2 separate regions of the Mus musculus genome follow, and region 2 is linked to region 1. The links are chromatin contacts, called in public HiChIP or PLAC-seq maps. All regions are on one chromosome and are shown on one strand. Each heading gives the region's core, a stretch centred on a gene start, on an enhancer-like site or on the middle of the called end of the contact. The rest is flanking DNA. Distances are from core to core; before and after follow the strand shown. Region 1 has its middle 17 kb from the start of Gm35222. Region 2 overlaps Npas2 (neuronal PAS domain protein 2).

Region 1 (3,711 bases), core at 905-3,404:
TAAGCATCTATTAATTTATAAAATCTAAGAATCAATAAGACTGGCTTAATTCACTTAATACAGCTATCTCCAACAGTGTCTGTTTTCCTATAAACAATAAAACATGGTTAACCTTTTTACTGGCTAGTTTTGTGTCAACTTGACACAGCTGGAGTTATCACAGAGAAAGGAGCATCAGTTGGGGAAATGCTTCCACTAGATCCAGGTGTAAGGCATTTTCTCAATTAGTGATCAAGGGGGAAAGGCCCCTTGTGGGTGGTGACATCCCTGGGCTGGTAGTCTTGGGTTCTATAAGAGAGCAGGCTGAGCAAGCCAGGGGAAGCAAGCCAGTAAGTAACATCCCTCCATGGCCTCTGCATCAGCTCCTGCTTCCTGATCTGCTTGAGTTCCAGTCCTGACTTCCTTTGGTGATGAAAAGCAATTTAGAAGTGTAAGCTAAATAAACCCTTTCCTCCCCAACTTGCTTCTTGGTCATGATGTTTTGTGCAGGAGTACAAACCCTGACTAAGACAATACCTCTATCCACATGATCCAGGCAATGGCCTACCATTGAGGCAAGGAGATCATTTCTTGTAGCAGATCCTTTGCCCACTGATATCTCTCAGCCACTCATAGGTCGAGACTGTGCCATCTCTCAGGAGGCAACAGTGATGGTTTCTACATGAATTTCATGGGGATTAATGGAAGTTTAAGTCAAGTGTCTTAGTTGGAGTTTCTATTGCAGTTGTCACTGGGATAGACTGACTTGGAGGCCTTTGGGTAAATATCTAGGAATAGAAGGTATGGCTAGGTCATATCTTGGGTCTATATAGGTTTCTGAGAAACCTGCCTACTATAGAATGGCACTACTATAAGCTGCCATAGGGGCAGGACATGTTTACATTCTTGCCCGTAGTGTATAGTGTATAAGGTTCTTAGGGTTTTATTGCAATGAAGAGACACCATGACCACAGCAACTCTCACAAAGGAAAACGTTTTATGGCAGCTGGCTTACACTTCAGAGGTTTAGTCCATTATTATCATGGCAGGGAGCATGGTTCCATGCAGTCAGACATGGTGCAGGAAAGGTAGTTAAGAGTTCTACATCTGATCTGCAGGCAGCAGGAAGAGAGAGTGACACTGGACTTGGCTTGAGCATCTGAAACCTCAAAGCCCAGCCACCAGTGGCATTTCCTCCAGTAAGGCCATACCCACTCCCACAAGGCCACACCTCCTAACCATGTCAAATAATGCCACTCCCTGTGAGTCTATGGTGGCCATTTCCATTCAAACCACCACAGCTGTCTTTCACGGCACGAGCATCTGTGGTTACTTGCTTTTTAATGACTGGCACTCTGACTGGGGGGAGCTAGAATCTCAATGTAATTCTGCTTTACATTTTTCTGATGCTTAGTGAGCCTCCAGGTTGTAAAAAACATTGTTATCCATCATTTGTATTTTATCATTTGGAAACTGCTTACTGAACTTGATAATCTATCAGCTGAGCTGTTTGGCTCTTTAGGTTTTTCTCGAGTTCTTTATATGGTTTAGATGCTAATCCTGTCATGTTCAACTAGCTAGGTTTTCTCTGATCCTGCAGGCTGTCTCTTTATTCTGTAACCACTTTCTTAGAATTTATTCCAAGAAGTGGTTTACAGGGTAAGAGGTAAATGCATGCTGCATGTACTATTTTTATATCTAATACTGAAGTTTCCTCTGAAAACATACCTAACATTAACACTTTCACAGATACTTTGAGTGCCATTAAACATCACAGATCTTTAATTTCTTGCTCATTTTTTTTTGTATGTTTGTTTTTTGTTTTTGAGACAGGGTTTCTCTATATAGCCCTGGCTGTCCTGGAACTCACTCTTTAGACCAGGCTGGCCTCGAACTCAGAAATCTGCCTAGCTCTGCCTCCCAAGTGCTGGGATTAAAGGCGTGCACCACCACCACCCGGCCTGCTCAATTTTATTTTAACTGTCATACATTGGTAATTTATGGCTCCCCCCGCCCCCTTTTGGCAAGGTACAAGGTGTTGAAGATAAAACCCAGGGACTTGATTGTTTAGATAAAAGCTCTACTGTTGAGGTCTGCCCCTGAGACAGGGGCAATAGAGGTAGCTCCATGCAACAGGGACAGTTTCCATGGCTCAGCTACCCTTCTGCAACGTGACATGGAAGCCATGATTTCCTGTGGGCTTCCTGCCGCGGAGCTGCGGAGCAGTGTGAGTGCTATACTGACCCTGATGAGAGCAGTGAGCGCTGCTAGCCTGCAAGCCACAGAGGGCAAACACCGACCGACCATTTGCCACCCAGGTGCTCTTGCATCCTAGGTTCCTGGACCAGAGCTGGTTTGCTTTGCCTTTGCTGTAGTAGGAACTACACTTTCCTGCTAATCCTGTTGGAGCAAAGTGGAAAGAAGTCACCACTAGGTGTCACAACGAGTCAAGTTAAAGCCTAGTTGTGGCGAATAGTTAAAGGCATTTAGTGTGTTCAGCTCCATCTTTTATCAAGCACCTGTTGAGCATCCGCTGGTCCTAGGGAGCTCGTCCAGGCCGGGCCTCCTGGCTTGGTTAAGGAAAACTCAGTACCGGGTAGAGAGGGAACTCGGGTTGATGGAGGAGGCAGAAGACTTTTCTTGAGGGAGATGCCTTTTGCAGTGTGTGTGAAGGATCAGGACAGTGGGACATTTGTTCTTCTTCCCAGGAAAGCACCCTGAAATCTGGCCTAGCGCTGGCTCTTGCCCCAGGTTGAATTTTTCCAACATGGAAGGGAACTTTGGTGGGAGTGGTGTGGGGGTCAGGGGGTCAGGGAGCTGTGTTGATGGCTTGTTCTTAGCCCAGACTGGTGGTGCAGGCCTGTAATCCTAGGCATTTTCGAAGCTGAGGCAGGAGGATCTCAAATTCAAGGACGGTCTGGGATTCAGAGTATGTTCAAGAACAACATACTGATACTCCATCTCAAGATAATGACGATGATGATGTTGACAATGACAATTGTGATGACAGAGGCTTGGAGATGTGCCTCACTGCTAAAACCTCTTGCCCCATAAGCATGAAGCCTTAGGCTCAATCCCCTGCACTAAAAAAAAAAAGAAAAAGAAAAAAAAAGTCATTCTTTACCTATTTTATTAAGATACTGCTTTGTTTTTTGCTTTGTTTCTTTCTTCAACACAATCAAGAGAATCTCTCTGAGACACAACTATAGCTCAATCTCATGCAGCCCCTCTTTCTGTGAGATTCCCTTCACAGGCGATCCTGCATTGGCTGACTAACCACCACAGGCCTCTTTGTTGAGTGTCTGAAATATCTTGTAATAGTAGAATAAATCCAATGCTAGTGGCTTAAAACAAGAGGAAAAACAAAAACAACAACAACAAAATAAAACAAGCCAAAAAAACAAAAACAAAAAAAAACAAAAACAAAAAACAAAAAACACACCAGGCCTTGTTAGTCCTTTTAATTTATATTCCTTATATTGAAATTCAGCACAAAAACTGAATTGAATATCCCAAATGTTTATGAAAATAGTATTTATTTTCCTAAATCTATTGTTTGCTGGTGGGATTTTGGAGCCTTCTGAATGAAATTCTCCTAAATAATAATATTATTTTTTTAAAAAATTTTCTGGTTGCTGGTCTCCTGGGCAATTAAGTGTTCTCTCTGCTGCCCCCCACCTGCCCCATGCTAACACCCCACATCCCCCTCTCTCCAGGATCTTTATCCCAGGA
Region 2 (3,711 bases), core at 599-3,098, 270 kb after region 1:
GGGTTGGGGTATCCATGCAGAAGGCTTGGGAGCACAGCCAGGAGCCTTTGCTGGTTGTTGTGGGAGCTTGGATAGAATGGATTCTCCTCAGAACATTCTTAGTCACTGTCAGTAGAGGGGTGGCAGAATGCAGAGGTATCCACACAAGAGTTCTTTAGCGGGAGGTCTGGTGGTCATGTCAAAAGGGTATGAGCTTGGGAGTGGCTGCGCATGGCCTTCAGCACCTCCTGATGTTGGCAGATTTTCTCCAACAGCTGCTTCTGTTTCCTTCCCTGTTTGGGAGTCCTTTGGACTGTCTCCAAGGGGGGGTCCTCTCTTTCTGCTCAGAGGCCTCACCCTGGTCCTGCCTGGGATGGTGGTTCCTGGAGCAAACCCAGGTACCAGGGCAAACTTATCCATCAGAACTCAGCCAGAAGATGAGAGTCATCCACCCCAGACACAATCGCAATGAGCGGCGGTCAGGGTTTCCATAACCCTCTGGTATTTGCATTACAGCTCACCAGGTGGGTGCTGCTTCATTCCACTTAGCCAAGAAGTAGCCAGACTCATCCCAGAGCCTGATGACTTCATCCCATAATGCACCAGGTGCTACCCCATTGCCTGAAGCAGGTCACCAACTCTCCTTGGCATCAGCAAAAGCCTGCTTATGCTGTGTGTGACGCTCTGAGGCCAGATAAGGCACATCAGAGACCTCAACAACCTGCCATGTGCTATGCTGTTCTCCAGCTGTGAGCTCTCTTTCTTGTACATCTTGATGAAGTGACTACAGTTGGAGTAAATGTGCCTTCTAGGTCCTGATCTTCAATATGGACCCCTGAAACAAAATCAGTTCCTCTGGCTTTTAGGGGTTAATCACTTGGCCCCCTTGACTCTTCTCTTGATATTAGCTTTTCTGCACAGGGCAACAGCCACAACATCACCCTGGAGTTCTGTGTGAGGTCTCCCACTCATACAAACTTCTAATGCCTAGCTGGGTGCCTAGTGGCTTTTTCTTCATCAATCTGTGACAACATTTACATTGCTTTCTTCCATTCACATCTGTCTTGGTCTTGAGATGACCTAACAAGTACTTAAACAATGTAGACAAACGTAGTACTAGTCTAATGTAAAGACCACCCTGGTCTTTACATTATAACTGTGGGTGTGTCTGAGATCTGAAGACCTGTCTCAGGCCTGGCAATAGGCACGGGAGTGCTAGTCTGGCTTAGTGCCCTCTGTAAAGGTCTTGGCCATCTGGATATCTTTTGGATTGGAGGCTCCGTTCTGTGTTATCCATAAGCCTAAATTTAAAAATAATCAGCAGTGTTCTCTGGAACAGAAATCTCTTCGTCCTGTCAGCCAGCCCAGTGTTGCTGCCACACCGCTTGTGGCCCTGGAAGCCCTAGATTCTCGGGCTGTGGAATCAAAAGCTAATCGCTGCTATTTTCAGGAAGCCTCATGACTTCTTCCTCAGTGTATGAGACTGAATGTTTAAAGATGAACTTTGCCTCGGCGGCTAACGCCTCTGACGGGTTCCTGTGTCCGAACATTCCAGGTAGGCAATGGGACTGACTTCATCAATACCTTCTTCTTCATGGCTAATCTGAAATGGGGAGAAGCTGGGCATGGTGTTTCCCTTCTTGGTGAAGATGGTAAAAATCCTTCCCAGTATGCATTGAACCTGAATTTAAAGCCATTCCTGTACTGCCCAAGCTGGGTAGACTCAGGTGTACATTTGCCTGGATTCCCAAACACGGGCAACAACCAGGACATACTCAACTCTCCCATAAATATAAATCTGCCTTGGAGTCACATGTGAAACCTTGTTTACCTTTTCGCCTCTTCCTCATTGCGCGACAGGGTGATGATATTTCCTGTTTCGAAGTGCTACAGTCTGGGGAGCCCTTTTCTCTTTCATCTCAGAAGCTTAAGAGGACTCTTGCCTTGTTACCACAAAATGCCTGGCAGTAGAGTCTTTAAGAAAAGGGTCCTTTTGCTTATGCTCCCCGAAGTCTGAGGGCATGATGGTAACATTGGCTTCCAGTAAGGACTTTATGGTAGGGTGAGTGAGTGAGTTCACATGAAAGAGAAGGGGGAGGGGCGGGAAAGCAGAGGGGAGAGAGAGACAGAGAGATATGATGATGAGAGAGCAAGACATGAAACAAGAGTAAATTAAGAAAACAAACTTGCTTCCTAACAACCTACTTAGTCTTAATCTTTTCCCAGGGTGAAAAACTAATAGTCTCTTATTAGTCCCCACCTCCTCAGAGTGCCACCACCTCTCCAAACTATCATATCAAGGCTCTTGTTATTAAGTGTTCTCAATCCGGAGCTCAGGACGAGCGAAGCGTTCGTTGCCTTGGTTCCTCTGGCTCGTTGCCAAGGCAGGACCCAGCAGTTCTGAAGGGACCTTGAGCCTCTGACTGGAAACAGACCCCTTGCTATTTGTGTCTCCATTTCCATGTCTAAGGAGCCACAGTGTGACTGGCCACTGACTTTCAGGGCAGGGAAAGACCATCCTAACTGTTTGAAGGAGATCAGGGAAATGCTAGCTGAACACCAACACCAATCATATTGACCGCAGCAACGGAAAGGCTACTCCTTGAGGCCCTGGGGCTGGCGTCCGACTCTGTTCTCCATTTTCTATGCTGTCCTGTCTCTAAGGGGAAAAGACTTGTGAGACGCTGTTTTCTGTAGAGTGTGGGTTTCATTCCTGTGGTATGAATGAAAACTAAGCCATCAGCATTAGTCACACTTGACTCTGGGCTCCCAGAATACTGGGTATGTGGCTTCTTAGAAGATGATGCCACGTGACTTGGGGAAGCTACAGCAAGGGGCAGGAGTGATGTCTAAGCCAGCCTGCATTGCAGCTGTCCCACTGTGTAATGGTGATAAGTCACATGGTCTCTTTCAGTGCTTTGGCTTCTTCACCTGGAAAACATATAAGAATGGTACCTACCTCATAGGACCATTGAAAGGATGAGAAAAGCAACATGGCCGGGTGCCACTTACTGACAGAAACAGACTCCCAGAAATGAATTATATGGTGATTTCTGTCTCTGCAAGCATCATAGACTATACCATACAAACTCAGATGACATGTCCTACTGCACACCCAGGCTAGTGTTGGAGGGGGGGGGGCTGCCTGTCTGTGTATCTGTGTGTATGTGTGTATGTGTGTGTGTAGTATATTTCTGTGTGTGTCTGTGTGTATGAATGTGTTTGTGCATGTATCTGTGCATGTGTGTGTGTGTGTGTGTGTGTGTGTGTGTGTGTGTGATATTCTACTACCCTTGGGACTACAATAAACAAAAAATATGAGGTGGAATCAAGCACAGGAGAAAATGATGTCATCAAGAAACTCCACAGAGTGTGAAGCTGTTGCTACTGACGTAACATGTGCACTGTTGTCTGTCAGCACACTCAGTAGTGGGGGTGTGAGCCTCCATGATCATTTACAATGTAGTGAGTACACAAGCCGATGACATCGCCAATTATGGTTTTCACCAGTATTAGTTCCTACACATGGTTATATGTGCTGTGCTTGTAGATGATTGAGTGCTCAGTAGGTGTGTTAACACCAGTGCACAGTAGGTGTGTCAACAACCAGTGTTGTCATACTCACACGAGTAATGCATTGAACTGTGATGTAAGATCAAAGCAACCATGATTTTCCTACTCTGTTAAGCTCTTACGTGCCCACGTTGAGTGTGTCTATTGTTCATGGAAACA

Evidence for each region. HiChIP or PLAC-seq counts read pairs in DNA pulled down with a chosen protein or histone mark.
Region 2: a contact with region 1 is called in an H3K27ac HiChIP or PLAC-seq map of regulatory T cells, with 7 times the contacts expected there. The contact joins two enhancer-like sites. A contact is called at or near these places in 1 of 15 datasets of contacts at CTCF or cohesin (the NIH/3T3 cell line), 3 of 484 Hi-C or Micro-C datasets (bone marrow-derived macrophages, forebrain neurons and muscle stem cells), 9 of 115 datasets of contacts at active chromatin or transcription factors (Th17 cells, VIP interneurons, cardiomyocytes and 5 more) and 1 of 9 other capture datasets (embryonic stem cells).

The regions. Positions count from the first base shown.
Region 1 is chr1:39,008,472-39,012,182 of GRCm38.p6, forward strand. No RefSeq gene overlaps it. Among named protein-coding and RNA genes, the nearest start is that of Gm35222, 17 kb to the right of the region's middle. Within about 2 kb of position 2,155, at least 14 of the 459 cell types and tissues checked have an H3K27ac peak or open chromatin away from gene starts, as enhancers often do. A contact at or near this core is called in regulatory T cells, where this site is marked.
Region 2 is chr1:39,279,298-39,283,008 of GRCm38.p6, forward strand. The region is part of intron 2 of Npas2 (neuronal PAS domain protein 2); the gene reads left to right. It also overlaps the pseudogene Gm17904. Among named protein-coding and RNA genes, the nearest start is that of Rpl31, 87 kb to the right of the region's middle. Within about 2 kb of position 1,849, at least 88 of the 459 cell types and tissues checked have an H3K27ac peak or open chromatin away from gene starts, as enhancers often do. A contact at or near this core is called in regulatory T cells, where this site is marked.